Regions from separate parts of the Pan troglodytes genome. Here region 1 is linked to region 2. A link is a contact called in public Hi-C data. All regions are on one chromosome and are shown on one strand. Each heading gives the region's core, a stretch centred on a gene start, on an enhancer-like site or on the middle of the called end of the contact. The rest is flanking DNA. Distances are from core to core; before and after follow the strand shown. Region 1 holds the start of ZNF513 (zinc finger protein 513). Region 2 holds the start of GPN1 (GPN-loop GTPase 1).

The links. Hi-C and Micro-C count contacts between places; a contact is called where the count stands out from the background.
Region 1: a Hi-C map of stem cell-derived neural progenitor cells shows a contact between it and region 2, with 2.3 times the contacts expected there. The contact joins the promoter of ZNF513 here to the promoter of GPN1 in region 2. A contact is called at or near these places in 1 of 7 Hi-C or Micro-C datasets (stem cell-derived neural progenitor cells) and 1 of 1 datasets of contacts at active chromatin or transcription factors (stem cell-derived excitatory neurons).

Annotation. Positions count from the first base shown.
Region 1 is chr12:95,471,268-95,478,176 of NHGRI_mPanTro3-v2.0_pri, forward strand. It overlaps ZNF513 (zinc finger protein 513), which reads left to right and starts at 2,318. Exons shown (of 4, transcript NM_001280181.2): 1 at 2,318-2,566; 2 at 2,790-2,945; 3 at 3,988-4,575; 4 at 4,671-5,807. The coding sequence starts at 2,512. The coding sequence ends at 5,497. It overlaps PPM1G (protein phosphatase, Mg2+/Mn2+ dependent 1G), which reads left to right. Exons shown (of 10, transcript NM_001246455.1): 8 at 424-553; 9 at 801-903; 10 at 1,224-1,832. The coding sequence ends at 1,430. It overlaps SNX17 (sorting nexin 17), which reads right to left. Exons shown (of 15, transcript XM_515357.8): 12 at 6,859-6,909; 13 at 6,655-6,729; 14 at 6,522-6,563; 15 at 5,914-6,436. The coding sequence ends at 6,323.
Region 2 is chr12:95,228,958-95,235,409 of NHGRI_mPanTro3-v2.0_pri, forward strand. It overlaps GPN1 (GPN-loop GTPase 1), which reads right to left and starts at 2,224. Exons shown (of 14, transcript XM_525723.8): 1 at 1,976-2,224; 2 at 1,187-1,280; 3 at 69-108. The coding sequence starts at 2,224. CCDC121 (coiled-coil domain containing 121) reads left to right here and starts at 2,063. Exons shown (of 2, transcript XM_009442208.4): 1 at 2,063-2,756; 2 at 3,222-5,498. The coding sequence starts at 2,383. The coding sequence ends at 4,176.

The sequences.
Region 1 (6,909 bases), core at 1,068-3,567, 240 kb after region 2:
CCATCTCTACTAAAAAAAAAAAAAAATACAAAAATTAGCTGGGCATGGTTGCGCAAGCCTGTAATCCCAGCTACTCAGGAGGCTGAGGCAGGAGAAGCGCTTGAATCCGGGAGGCGGAGGTTGTAGTGAGCCGAGATCGTGCCATTACACTCCAGCCTGGGCTACAAGAGCGAAACTCCGTCTCAAAAAAAAAAAAAAAAAAAAAAGATTTAAAATAAAAAGACCAGTGAGTGACTTTCTTAAGGTTCAGCAGTCTGGTGGCAGGGTTGAAACTAGAAAAACTAGGACTTAGGACTCAGTTCCCCATTCCACTAGATTATGGAACTTAGTAAAGAAGGGAAATGAATGGCAAGGTTTGACCTGCCACAAACACAAGTCTGTGGGAAGTATCCAAACTGCTCATCAACCATTCCTTTACTCCAGGGGACCACTTCTATAAGAGAAACAAGAACCTGCCACCTGAGGAACAGATGATTTCAGCCCTTCCTGACATCAAGGTGCTGACTCTCACTGACGACCATGAATTCATGGTCATTGCCTGTGATGGCATCTGGTGAGCACTGGCAGAATGCCCTAAACTCCCCTTTCTGCAGCATGTCTTCTCTTATAGGGCTCAGGGCACCTCTAGGATTAGAGCCTAGGCAGATCTAGACCTCTTGGTGGGTGAAGAGCACCCAGACTAAGGCAGAGCTGAGAATTTCTGTAGTTATTTACACTGGCCTGGGCCACCACCTCTGTCCATACTCCTCTACTCTGCCTTAGTGAGACTGGAAGATTCTGACTGTTGTTCTCGACCCCAGGAATGTGATGAGCAGCCAGGAAGTTGTAGATTTCATTCAATCAAAGATCAGCCAGCGTGATGAAAATGGGGAGCTTCGGTTATTGTCATCCATTGTGGAAGAGGTGAGTACCAGGGTGGAGAAGAGAGGGTGTCTGGTCTGCACAGCCAGGGTTCACTCTTTTCATCTGAGCTAAGTCGGCAATCTGGGAGCATTATCATTAATTGCTGACAGACGCTAAACCCCGACTCCAAAGTTCCACCTTCTGTCATTTCCCTGACTTAGCCTTATGCCTTATGGACTAGCAGGTGGGCCGTTTTGTGATACCTCTTGCCCATTCCTCTCCTACCACCCTGACTCAGCAAGCCAGCCCTCTTTTGGGACTGTAGATTCCTGGCAAGGTGTTCAAACCCTGTGGCTGAGCTACCCCCATCCCTTTCTTAGCTGCTGGATCAGTGCCTGGCACCAGACACTTCTGGGGATGGTACAGGGTGTGACAACATGACCTGCATCATCATTTGCTTCAAGCCCCGAAACACAGCAGAGCTCCAGCCAGAGAGTGGCAAGCGAAAACTAGAGGAGGTGCTCTCTACTGAGGGGGCTGAAGAAAATGGCAACAGCGACAAGAAGAAGAAGGCCAAGCGGGACTAGCAGTCATCCAGACCCCTGCCCACCTAGACTGTTTTCTGAGCCCTCCGGACCTGAGACTGAGTTTTGTCTTTTTCCTTTAGCCTTAGCAGTGGGTATGAGGTGTGCAGGGGGAGCTGGGTGGCTTCACTCCGCCCATTCCAAAGAGGGCTCTCCCTCCACACTGCAGCCGGGAGCCTCTGCTGTCCTCCCCAGCCGCCTCTGCTCCTCGGGCTCATCACCGGTTCTGTGCCTGTGCTCTGTTGTGTTGGAGGGAAGGACTGGCGGTTCTGGTTTTTACTCTGTGAACACTTTATTTAAGGACATTCTTTTTTATTGGCGGCTCCATGGCCCTCGGCCGCTTGCACCCGCTCTCTGTTGTACACTTTCAATCAACACTTTTTCAGACTAAAGGCCAAAACCTAATCGTACGCATCGTGTCGTTTTTTTTCTGCTGCCGTGGCCCCCGACTTGGCCCCATCTGTAGCATCTGGCGAGCCCCCATGTGAGTGTGTGCGTGTGCTCGTGTGTGCCCTGCGCGTGTATAGGGGAGCCCAGAGCGAGCTGCTGGCAGGCCGGCCTGGCGGGCGTCGCGGCTGCCCCTCGCCCCCTCCTGCAGCCAGAAATGATCTAGTTCCCCCAGGGACAGGTCGGAACCGGTCTGGCTGGCCTGAAGCCTGAAGCCTGGAGTCGGGCAGGACGCCTCCTGCGCTGCTCCCTGGCCGGCTCCCCCCGGCCACTGATTGGCTTGCTCCCCGCCTCGTCAAAATCACTTCCCGGTCACGCCATTGAGGCTCCCGCCGCGGCCGCTTCCCACGGACTACGCGTCCCGTGCGTCTCTGCGGCGGCGGAAGCGGAAGCGAGTACGGAGGTACCAGCTGGTCTCCGTAGGGGGGTAGGGGGCTCCATGAATGGAAGCGGCGGCGGCGGCGGGAGCGGCCTGAGCTGGGCGCCGGGGCCAGGGCCGGGGGCTGCCCAGGGCCCGCGCCGCTGCATGGGGGCGGCCCGCGGGCCCTGAGAGGAAGGGCAGACGGGCGGGCCGAGATAGGAGGGGCGGGGTCGGGCGGCCGCAGGCCGGAGGCGCGTCGGGCTGGAGCCGGTCACGATGCCCCGAAGGAAGCAAAGCCACCCGCAGCCCGTGAAATGCGAGGGGGTCAAAGGTCAGGGGTCAGGGGCCTTGAGGGGAGAGGAGCGGGGGTGGGGTCAGTGGAGTGGGCTCAGGTCAGGGTGGAGGGAGACTCCTGAGGGATGAAGTGGGCGATCCAGACTCCTAGCTTCCCACCGAGGCACTAAGGGAATCAGAGTGGGTCAGCGAGTACGGGAAGTGTGGTCCACGAGGGCTGGTCCCTGAGGGAGAATCCACAAGCCCCCTCCCCTCTTCAGTGGATACTGAAGACTCCCTCGACGAAGGACCCGGGGCCCTGGTATTGGAGAGTGATTTGCTACTAGGCCAGGATCTGGAGTTTGAGGAGGAAGAGGAAGAGGAGGAAGGCGACGGCAACAGTGACCAGCTCATGGGCTTCGAGAGAGACTCGGAAGGTGGGTTTTCGGGTCTTGGTTAAGGATTAGCGGCCGCTGGAGACCCCAGCCCTTCAGGAGGCAGGTTAGGTGAACAGAACACCATTTCCTGCCACAACCGAGGGCTGGTTTAGTTTACATTTGAGCTAGATGACTTCATTTGTTTAATGGTCCAATCACTTCCATCACTTTGTTGAGGTGAAGTTCTGAGGCCTGGTCAAAGGTGATAGGAATAGGAGGGTGGGTGAATCACATGGAGCAACTGATTAAAAGTAAATGCCCTGTCCCTCTCCCTAGCCCATTCCTTATGTGTATTTACTTTTAAGAGAGGTTCAGGGAAGCAAACTCTCTGTGAATCATTCAACCCAGTATTTAGGTCTAATCTAACTCCCTTTCACCTGCAGCGTAAGCTCCTTTTGTATTGAGAGGTTTTAGTTTCTGTCTTTATCCTTCCATGTCCCTCTTCCCTGTGATCTTAGCATCACCCTACCCTAATTTGCTGCACTACCCATCCACTTATGCAAGATGTTTTTTGAAAGTCATTGAGGGGATCCATGTAAATATCAATCTGTTCTTTAGGCAGGCAAGTGGTATTACATGCATTACTTCCATTGTCTCCACTTCCCTCCAAATTTTGCCTCAGAGATAGGTTTTATCTTATATCAGCTCCTTACTAAAAGGGGCCTTAGCAATAGAGCTTAGAAAAAGGTCTTGGGGGCTCTCTCCCTTTCGTATTTTTACTTTCTTGTCTCAAGAATTAATTTCATTATGGATTCATTTCAGTCTGTGATCCACTGTGAGCCCTTGATCCTTGACCATTGAGTGAAACTAGATACAGGTCAATTCTACCATCACTAGATTAGTCCAGTGTAAGAGGTAGACAATTCATGTTGAATTTTCTGGAATTACTGCAGGGGAGACCTTGATTCCTAGGAGGGAACTAAAGGGATCATCAAAGCTAAGGGTGGAGCCAAGCAAGTGGGGAGACCATAAGTGAAAAGGGGAGAGTTTGGAGCCTGATCCTACCCTATGCTGATGTCTCTTTTTATGTCTATTTCACCAGGAGACTCTCTGGGGGCCAGGCCTGGGCTTCCCTATGGGCTGAGCGACGATGAGTCTGGGGGCGGCCGGGCGCTAAGTGCGGAGAGTGAAGTTGAGGAGCCAGCCAGGGGTCCAGGGGAGGCCAGGGGTGAGAGGCCAGGCCCAGCCTGCCAGCTGTGTGGGGGGCCGACAGGTGAGGGGCCGTGTTGTGGGGCAGGAGGGCCGGGTGGGGGGCCCCTGCTGCCCCCACGGCTACTGTACTCATGCCGCCTCTGCACCTTCGTGTCCCACTACTCGAGCCACCTGAAGCGGCACATGCAGACACACAGCGGAGAGAAGCCGTTCCGCTGTGGCCGCTGCCCCTACGCCTCAGCCCAGCTCGTCAACCTGACACGACATACCCGCACCCACACTGGCGAGAAGCCCTACCGCTGTCCCCACTGCCCCTTTGCCTGCAGCAGCCTGGGCAACCTGAGGCGGCATCAGCGTACCCACGCAGGGCCCCCCACTCCTCCCTGCCCGACCTGTGGCTTCCGCTGCTGTGCTCCACGACCAGCCCGGCCTCCCAGTCCCACAGAGCAGGAGGGGGCGGTGCCCCGGCGACCTGAAGGTAAGACACACCAGGGACCAAAGATCTTGGGACATGGGTGGCTGGCCCTAGGAATGCTTGGATTGGATTCATAGCCCAGGTCTTTGTCCCCACAGATGCTCTGCTCCTTCCAGATTTGAGCCTCCATGTGCCACCAGGTGGTGCCAGTTTCCTGCCAGACTGTGGGCAGCTGCGGGGTGAAGGGGAGGGCCTCTGCGGGACTGGATCAGAACCACTGCCAGAGCTGCTATTCCCTTGGACCTGCCGGGGCTGTGGACAAGAGCTGGAGGAGGGTGAGGGTAGTCGGCTGGGATCTGCCATGTGTGGGCGCTGCATGCGAGGAGAGGCTGGAGGGGGTGCCAGTGGGGGGCCCCAGGGCCCCAGTGACAAAGGCTTTGCCTGTAGCCTCTGCCCCTTTGCCACTCACTATCCCAACCACCTGGCCCGGCACATGAAGACACACAGTGGTGAGAAGCCCTTCCGCTGCGCCCGCTGTCCTTATGCCTCTGCTCATCTGGATAACCTGAAACGGCACCAGCGCGTCCATACAGGAGAGAAGCCCTACAAGTGCCCCCTCTGCCCTTATGCCTGTGGCAATCTGGCCAACCTCAAGCGTCATGGTCGCATCCACTCTGGTGACAAACCTTTTCGGTGTAGCCTTTGCAACTACAGCTGCAACCAGAGCATGAACCTCAAACGTCACATGCTGCGGCACACAGGCGAGAAGCCCTTCCGCTGTGCCACCTGCGCCTATACCACGGGCCACTGGGACAACTACAAGCGCCACCAGAAGGTGCATGGCCACGGTGGGGCAGGAGGGCCTGGTCTCTCTGCCTCTGAGGGCTGGGCCCCACCTCATAGCCCACCCTCTGTTTTGAGCTCTCGGGGCCCACCAGCCCTGGGGACTGCTGGCAGCCGGGCTGTCCATACAGACTCATCCTGAACTAGGTCCTTCTTCCCCATGTTTTATACAGACGGACCAGAAGCCACCTTTTTCTCCCCCGCTGGCCAGGGGCTCCACACAGACTAACGTAGGCACTATAAGGACCAGCCCAACCCCATGGGCGGGGGGGCCCATATGGACCAGGGGGCCTTGCCTTGACTGAGGCACTTCACGAGCTCAGTGAGAAGGGCCCTGTATTCACCTCCACTGCCCCCAGGGGCTGTGGACAAACCGGCTGGGGGACTGCCCAGCCTCCCACCTGTTTATTTAACTTATTTCAGTGCTTTATAATAAAGGAAACACTAACAAAGCCATGTCTATGCTGAATTGGCAATGGCAGGCAATTTGGCCTTACCCTTAGCATAGTAGTCCATGCTGTGATGGGGGAAGCAGGGGCAGTGAGAGGGAACCAGAGGTAGGCAGCAGTCAGGCTGAGTTTAATGATGGGGAACTGGGCCAGACCAAACACAGACGTCTGCCCATCCCCTTGGCCTTTGGCCCATGGCTCCAAGAAGCCAGAAGCGGCCCAGAGGGAGCTATGGTTCCTCCCCAAGGCAGGCAGCCATGGTCCCTTAGACTTTGTGCAAAATACTAAATGCTAATTTGGCATCGAGGGCCAGCTCTGAAAAGAGAAGGGGCAATCCTCTGTGCAGCCAGCCCAGGGGACAAGGAAAGGTAGGTTACGAGGCCCCTGGCCAAGAGAAAAGGGGAAGGTAGGAAGGAAGAAGGAAGAGACCCCTCCGCCCCTAGCATGGGGGACACAGGCACAGGGCAAGTTTCTGTAAATTCCTCTGGGGTAGAGGGCAGACATCCAAGCAGTGGAGATTACAGATCCTCATCTCCAATGCCCTCGAAGGCGAAATTGCCGTGGACATCACTGGCACTGGCATCTGTGCTGGGACTGCCAATTCCCCGCAAGCTCACGGCACTCAGCTTACTCTGTAACAAAGGCAGGGTGGGGTCAGAGATCTTGGGCGTGCAAGATCCCCCAACAAACAGCAACCTCACCAACCCTGGAACTCACTGAGAGTTTGACCATAGACTCCCGGGTGGCATCAGGTGACTCCTGGGGAAGAAGAGGCAGAGGTGTCAGAAACTCACTAGGAGAGGTGAGGCAGGGCTGAGAGCCAGGGTTCTGACCAGGAGGTAATACTTACAAGCAGTGGTGGGGACTTCACTGCTTGCTGGCTGTCTGAGCGTCTCAGAGTGCCCCCCACCCGCCGGCGCAGCATCTGGGGACAGATACAAGGTGCTGGTGAGGGCAGGATCACTTCCCCTCTCTCTCAAGACAAGCCTCACATCTAGGACAAAAGGCAAGGGGAGCACACCTGCTCACTGCTCAGTCCACACTTGCTGCCTACCTTCCTGATACTGCCGCCAGATTTCTTCACCATCAGTTCATCAACCATGGA
Region 2 (6,452 bases), core at 974-3,473:
TTAAGCCACAAAATACACAGACAAGAAGCCAGGAATGAGTCAAGACCAAAGTAGATGGAAAAGGATACTGTTTCATTACTTCTTTATACTTTACAGTGTCACGAATATCTGAGGAGAAAAAAAAAGAATTAACTGGAATGTAATACATACACATTCCCTACCACCAGGAAAGTAAAACTGGCCTTCTAGCCTTCTCCTGTCAGCATTCTCTTCTACCACCTCCACTTTCACACTGGTTTCCTTCCTTACAAAGAATAAATGCCAAGTAAATCATGAAGAATGTTAGGCCTAGGAGCTCTAAAGTTGTGGCAAAGAGTTTTGTCTCCACAAAGTGCAAAGTTTCATGCAACTTAAACATGCCTAGAAAAAGGGAGGCAAAAATCAAGGGGGAAAAAAATGCTTCTTACTAATTGCCTATTACTGACAAAGGCAACGCAACGGCAATGCAGACATGATTTTTTAAAAGGAGTTAGGCTGGGCACAGTGGCTCACACCTATAATCCCAGCACTTTGGGAGGCCAAGGCAGGAGGATTACTTGAGCCCAGGAGTTCAAGACCAGCCTGGGCAACATAGAGAGGCCTTGTCTCTCCAAACAAAACAAAACTAGCCCAGCATAGTGGCAGGAGGCTGAGGTGGGAGGATCACTTGAGCCTGGGATGTTGAGGCTGCAGTGACCTGTGAATCACGCCACTGCACTCTGGCCTGGGTGACAGCGACTCTGTCTAAAAAAAAAAAAAAAAAAAAAAAAAAACCTAAGCTGTTTAGGAACGCAAGCAAATCCAAAGGAAATGAAAGTAGATAGTTTAGAAAACATGAAAAAAGAAGGCACTGAAGACTGGTAGGCTGGAGGCTTTACAGAGTCTCACTCTATTGACCAGGCTGGAGTGCAGTGGCACGATCTTGGCTCCCTGCAACCTCTGCCACCTGGGTTCAAGCAATTCTCCTGCCTCAGCCTCCCGAGTAGCTGGAATTACAGGTGCCTGCCACCGTGCCTGGCTAATTTTTTGTATTTTTAGTAGAAATGGGGTTTCACCATCTTGGCCAGGCTGGTCTTGAAATCCTGACCTCGTGATCTACCTGCCTCGGCCTCCCAAAGTGCTGAGATTACAGCCGTGAGCCACCACGCCTGGCCTTTTCCATTCTCTTTAAAGCACTGCACACAAGTTATGTTACTGGTTTACTCACCAATATTGGCAGGAAAGGGAACTTCATGTACTGCTGGATCCAGGTTGATCACATACGGTGGAGTGCCTTGGGCATGCAGGTGTCCTGTGAGCCTCTGCAGAGATATGGGGAGAGGGTTGGAAGGAGACAAAGAGGGGACAAGAGAGAACTTCCATTCCTTTAACACCCATGCCTTAAGAATATTGCACTTAGATTTTCTTCTACCTGAAATATCCACCATGTCCACCTCCAAGATACAACTCTCAGTTCAAATGCTACCTTTCTTCATCACCCATCTAACAAAGCTTCCCCTACTCGTAGTCACTTGTTTACTTGTTTTGATTCTTCGTATGTGGGTTTTCTCTATCTCCTCCATTAAATATTTGGCCCCATGAATGAATCTTGTCAACCTCATTTTCGCTATATCCCCAGTGAATGGAACATGACAGGCGTGCAAGAAATATTTGGCAAATCTTCACCAAAACCTGTGTGCTAGCACTGTATTAATCTTTAAAGTTACTTGTAACTTGCCTCCGAGAAACGCAATTTTATCAGCAAGACAATTCCTGTACAACGTGGTAAGCTGGACCGAGTATGCCCTGAAGGTGCGCAGAAGAGAGCCTTAATTAACCTGGCTAGGGCCCGAGGAGGCTTTGCCGGGGAAGGAACTAAAGTTGATGGGAAGCCCCCGAAAGCCATGCGCCGGTACCCTCCAAATCCTGGAAGACCTCCCTCCCTTTCTTCCTGGCCTTCCGCCTGCCGGAGGCAACCTTTTGCGCTCCCCTACTACACCCATGCTGTGTACGTCACCTGTACAAAAGTGGTTTTCCCGGATCCCGCCATTCCCAACACCAACAGACACACTGGGTGCTGCGGACCCCCAGAAGCCTGGGGCTCAGCGGCAGCTGCGGACGCCGCCATCTTCCTCCTGGCCCCACCCACCCGACCATAGAGACACCGCATGGGTAGAGAAACTTCCGCAATGTTCTGGGCTGCGAACGAAAACCACCACAGCGTCAGAAAGGAGCGGGTGAAGGGGCGCGGCGGTTGCCAGGGCATCTTCTTAGCGTCGGGCAGGGCTGGTGAGTCAACTAGTGACAGTGGCGAGGAAGTGGGGGCGCTGAGCAAGCGAGAGGAAGGCTGAAGGGAGCTAGGAAAAGGGCGCTGATCTCTGCAGCCTGGGAGGGCTTTTGTCTCCCGGAGGAAGGCCAGAAGAGATGGGGTCCCGAGGGCAGGGCTCACACAGCAAGGAAACGAGGAGCATGCCTGTCATTTTGAGCCCACAGAGAACGGGGAGCGGAGCCACTGGAGGACCGGCTGCTCGGGCTTATTCGGTAGCCGAGGCGGTTAAACAGTTCAGGGCTGGACCAGCCGGGACTGGAGCAGGGTGCAGTCTCCAGGGTTGCTGGGCAGCACCGAGACCCTTTGAGCACCGAAAGAATAAACTACGGGAGCTTTCCACACTTGCACATTGTTGCCGCGAGTTGCAGACGCAGGTTCCTGATGCTAGCGCTCATTCCTTGGCAGTCACCCTCAGTGAACTACACAGTTGCCGTGACCTTCAGGATGAATGCTTGGATTCCAGGTGCAAGTAGGTACTGGAGGGGAGCTTCCTCGTCACTGAAGGTCCCTCAGAAACTCAGGAAAGATGATGAAAGAGCCTAGAAAATTATTTCTACTCCTGACCAACCAGTCTGTTTCTGTGACCCTTTGTAGCTGCGAACAGTGTTCAGTAAGTCATAAGATCTGGCTTTAATACCCAGGCTCTGCCACTTGCTAGTGGTGTGAGTCATGGGCAAGTCACTTAAACTCTCTGAACCTGTTTTCTCCTTTTTTAAAACTGAGGTAATACCTCCCAGGGTTGTAGTGAATGCACGTTGTAAATGACGAGCTACATTCCTCATCCTTTACCACTAGCTGGATTCCCCACACCTTGCATAATGTCTGGAACATTCTGGTGCTCAGAAATATTCTCTTGTATGAATGAAGGACAGTTGTGCACTTACTTCCTAAAGTTTCATTAACTGACAGAGGAATGTCTCGTTTGTTCTTTCAGGTTTGCTGAGGGCCCCAGAAGGCTCCTTCCACCGTATCATAGTCTAATAAATAATTTTGTCAAGCCAGAGAAGCTAACAAAGGTAGAGACAAGGCTTAAAGAAAAGATAGTGGCGGAAATGACGGATCTGAACAAGCATATAAAACAAGCTCAAACCCAGCGGAAACAGCTACTGGAGGAATCCAGGGAGCTACACCGAGAAAAGTTACTTGTCCAGGCTGAAAACAGATTCTTTCTGGAATACCTGACTAACAAAACTGAAGAGTACACAGAGCAACCTGAGAAGGTATGGAACAGCTATTTACAAAAAAGTGGAGAGATTGAACGAAGAAGACAAGAATCAGCCTCCAGATATGCAGAACAAATTTCAGTGCTTAAAACAGCGCTCTTGCAAAAGGAAAATATCCAATCCAGTTTGAAGCGGAAGTTGCAGGCAATGAGGGACATTGCTATATTAAAGGAAAAGCAGGAGAAAGAAATACAGACATTACAGGAGGAGACAAATAAAGTCCAAGCTGAGACAGCTTCAAAGACTCGGGAAGTACAGGCCCAGCTCCTCCAGGAGAAAAGATTACTGGAGAAACAACTGAGCGAGCCAGACAGGAGGCTACTGGGAAAGAGAAAAAGAAGAGAGCTTAATATGAAGGCCCAGGCCTTGAAGTTGGCAGCAAAGCGGTTTATTTTTGAATACTCCTGTGGCATCAACAGAGAGAACCAGCAGTTCAAGAAGGAATTACTGCAGCTAATTGAGCAAGCCCAGAAACTAACGGCTACTCAAAACCACTTAGAAAACAGGAAGCAGCAGCTGCAGCAGGAACAGTGGTATCTGGAGTCCTTAATCCAGGCGAGGCAGAGACTGCAAGGAAGTCATAATCAGTGCCTAAATAGACAGGATGTTCCAAAGACCACACCCAGTCTTCCCCAAGGCACCAAATCAAGGATTAATCCAAAGTAACTTCTAAAATAACACTGATTAAATAAGAACTGGAGCAAGTACTCTTAAGTGCTACATTAACCTGGTTAGAAAGGCTTTTGGATTCCAGATTGCTATTGTAAAATCTCCATCATGATGTGTTGGAGTGAAGGATTAGATGGTTTTATCCAACAGTCCTACTAGATATTTGGTAACCAGCTTCCCTTAACTAGCTTTTTCTTTAAATACTCTTGTTAATAAGCTATTCCACAAACCTCCAGTTAACCTAACACATGACCCTAACCTAGCCATTTACATCAAACTAGCTAAAGGAAACCAACCTAAGGAAGTGAAAACAGTTGTGATTTATTTCATCTAGCTAAATTGTATTTCTTTATAGAGAAAGTACCTTTAAGGATAGCATTCCAAATAGACTTCAAATAGCGTTCTGCTCAGTAAATAACCAGTATCAGTTTATCCTCATTCCTTTTGACCAACTTAGCAGACAAAAGCAGTTTTTACAAGCTCTTTGTGAGTTTGTGCCAGTGACCAGGTAGCTCCTAGTTTTCTCATGAGTGAAAAAGCATTCTGATAACAGCAAGTCCAGTAAGTGCTAGGCAGAGTGACCTTTCATCTGATGCTAAGCCCCTACAAGTTTAATTGAGAAGGTAAGAAAAGATGAAGGAGACATATATTAGGTCATCTCTTACTTTTGAAAATGTTTTATTTGAAGAAACACCTGTGGCATTGAGGTGACTGAATGCCTCCACTTATTTCAGGAAAACGTATCCAAAAAAAGTTGAAATATTTGGACAACTTTTTTTTTAAGTGCCATCGATTTCCCTAGCAGCATTCTAAAAGATAGCAAGTAAAATGATGTTTGTTATCCTAAATGCTTTAGTTTTAGGTCATTTATTAATTTTCTTACAGGTGCACTTTCTAGTACATGAAGTATCCTTTGTAATTAATGTGTGCCATATGTTTATTCCCATTTAGTATAACTATAAATTATATTTTAAATTATATATTTTTAGGATAGTTATATTTTTGGGGGGTTCTACGACATTGAAGTTGGACTAGTGATTTATTTGAATGCTGAATCCTAGTATAGGGGAATATAATCTTATATTTTAACAGGGGTCCTCTATGGGAAAATAGGATGAACTTTGTTTCCCAGAAATTGTTAAGTGATGAAAAACTTCAAAATAATTTTCCTGCATTTTCTGCTTTATTTACATGTAAAGTGAATTCCCTGAAAATTGGATTTAAAAAGGATTCTCCTTCAATGTGCCTTTACCTTGTAGCTTTAACAACTTTTCTGTTAAATATGTAGTTTTTTATTAAACAATGTTATTAAATAAAAACATTTATCCACTGATTTTATTACTGTTCCAATGTAACACATTTCCTACTTCATCACTCTTCTGTTACCACTCTTAAATGTCTTATTCACATGTGCAAATAATAAAAACTAGTTTTAATGCAGAAATTAGGATTTTAGCATACAGGTACTTTAACCTAAATCTCAATTTGTGAGCTGAAAATACAGAAACACTGAACAAGGAAAGCATGGTATCCAAGACAAACTTGAAGGCTTAGTCTCTGTGGACGTAAAAACCCTAAGACAATATATTTCTAAGGCTGATAAAAAGTTGGAAAGTAGGAAGCATATTAGTTCTGTTAATTCCCCTCCTGCCACTGGTGTCCCAATTATCTAATTCAAGAGTGGGTAACTTCCACCTGATCTCAGTTCATTTTTACTTATCATCCCAGGTAATGGATATGGTATACTGCCTGTGGCTTTCCCTTCCAGAGTGAGGGCTTGAAGACATTAAAAGTTGAATGATAACTGATTTCATACCTTGAAATCCATACCTCTAAGTGAGCAGCAAGTTGGCCAACTAAGATTTCAATCTGCATTTTGTCTGCTTTGCTATTTAGAAAATTACACAGGGTTATGTTACAGAAAGTGAGTTTAGATGGAAAAGACCTCTGAGGTGAAATTTAAGACCTATGATTGCTAAAATGAAGCCTACAATGCAAAAACTGGGGAAGAAACTAGTCTAGGCAGAGGCAACAGTGAATGCAAATGCCTTAAGATGGCAATAAGCTTGGTAGGTTCAAGGAACAGAAAGATGTGTATGTAAAGTATAGTTGAGGAATGGTCACAGAACATGAGTGGAGGAAAGGAAGATGAGGCTATTAAGGCTAGCAGGAGTTTAGGCACCGAGGGCCTTTAGCAGGTGAATGAGGTCTGATTTACCTAATTTTAAAAACTACAGCTGTTATGTGGAGTGTATCCAAGCCAGAAAAAAGTG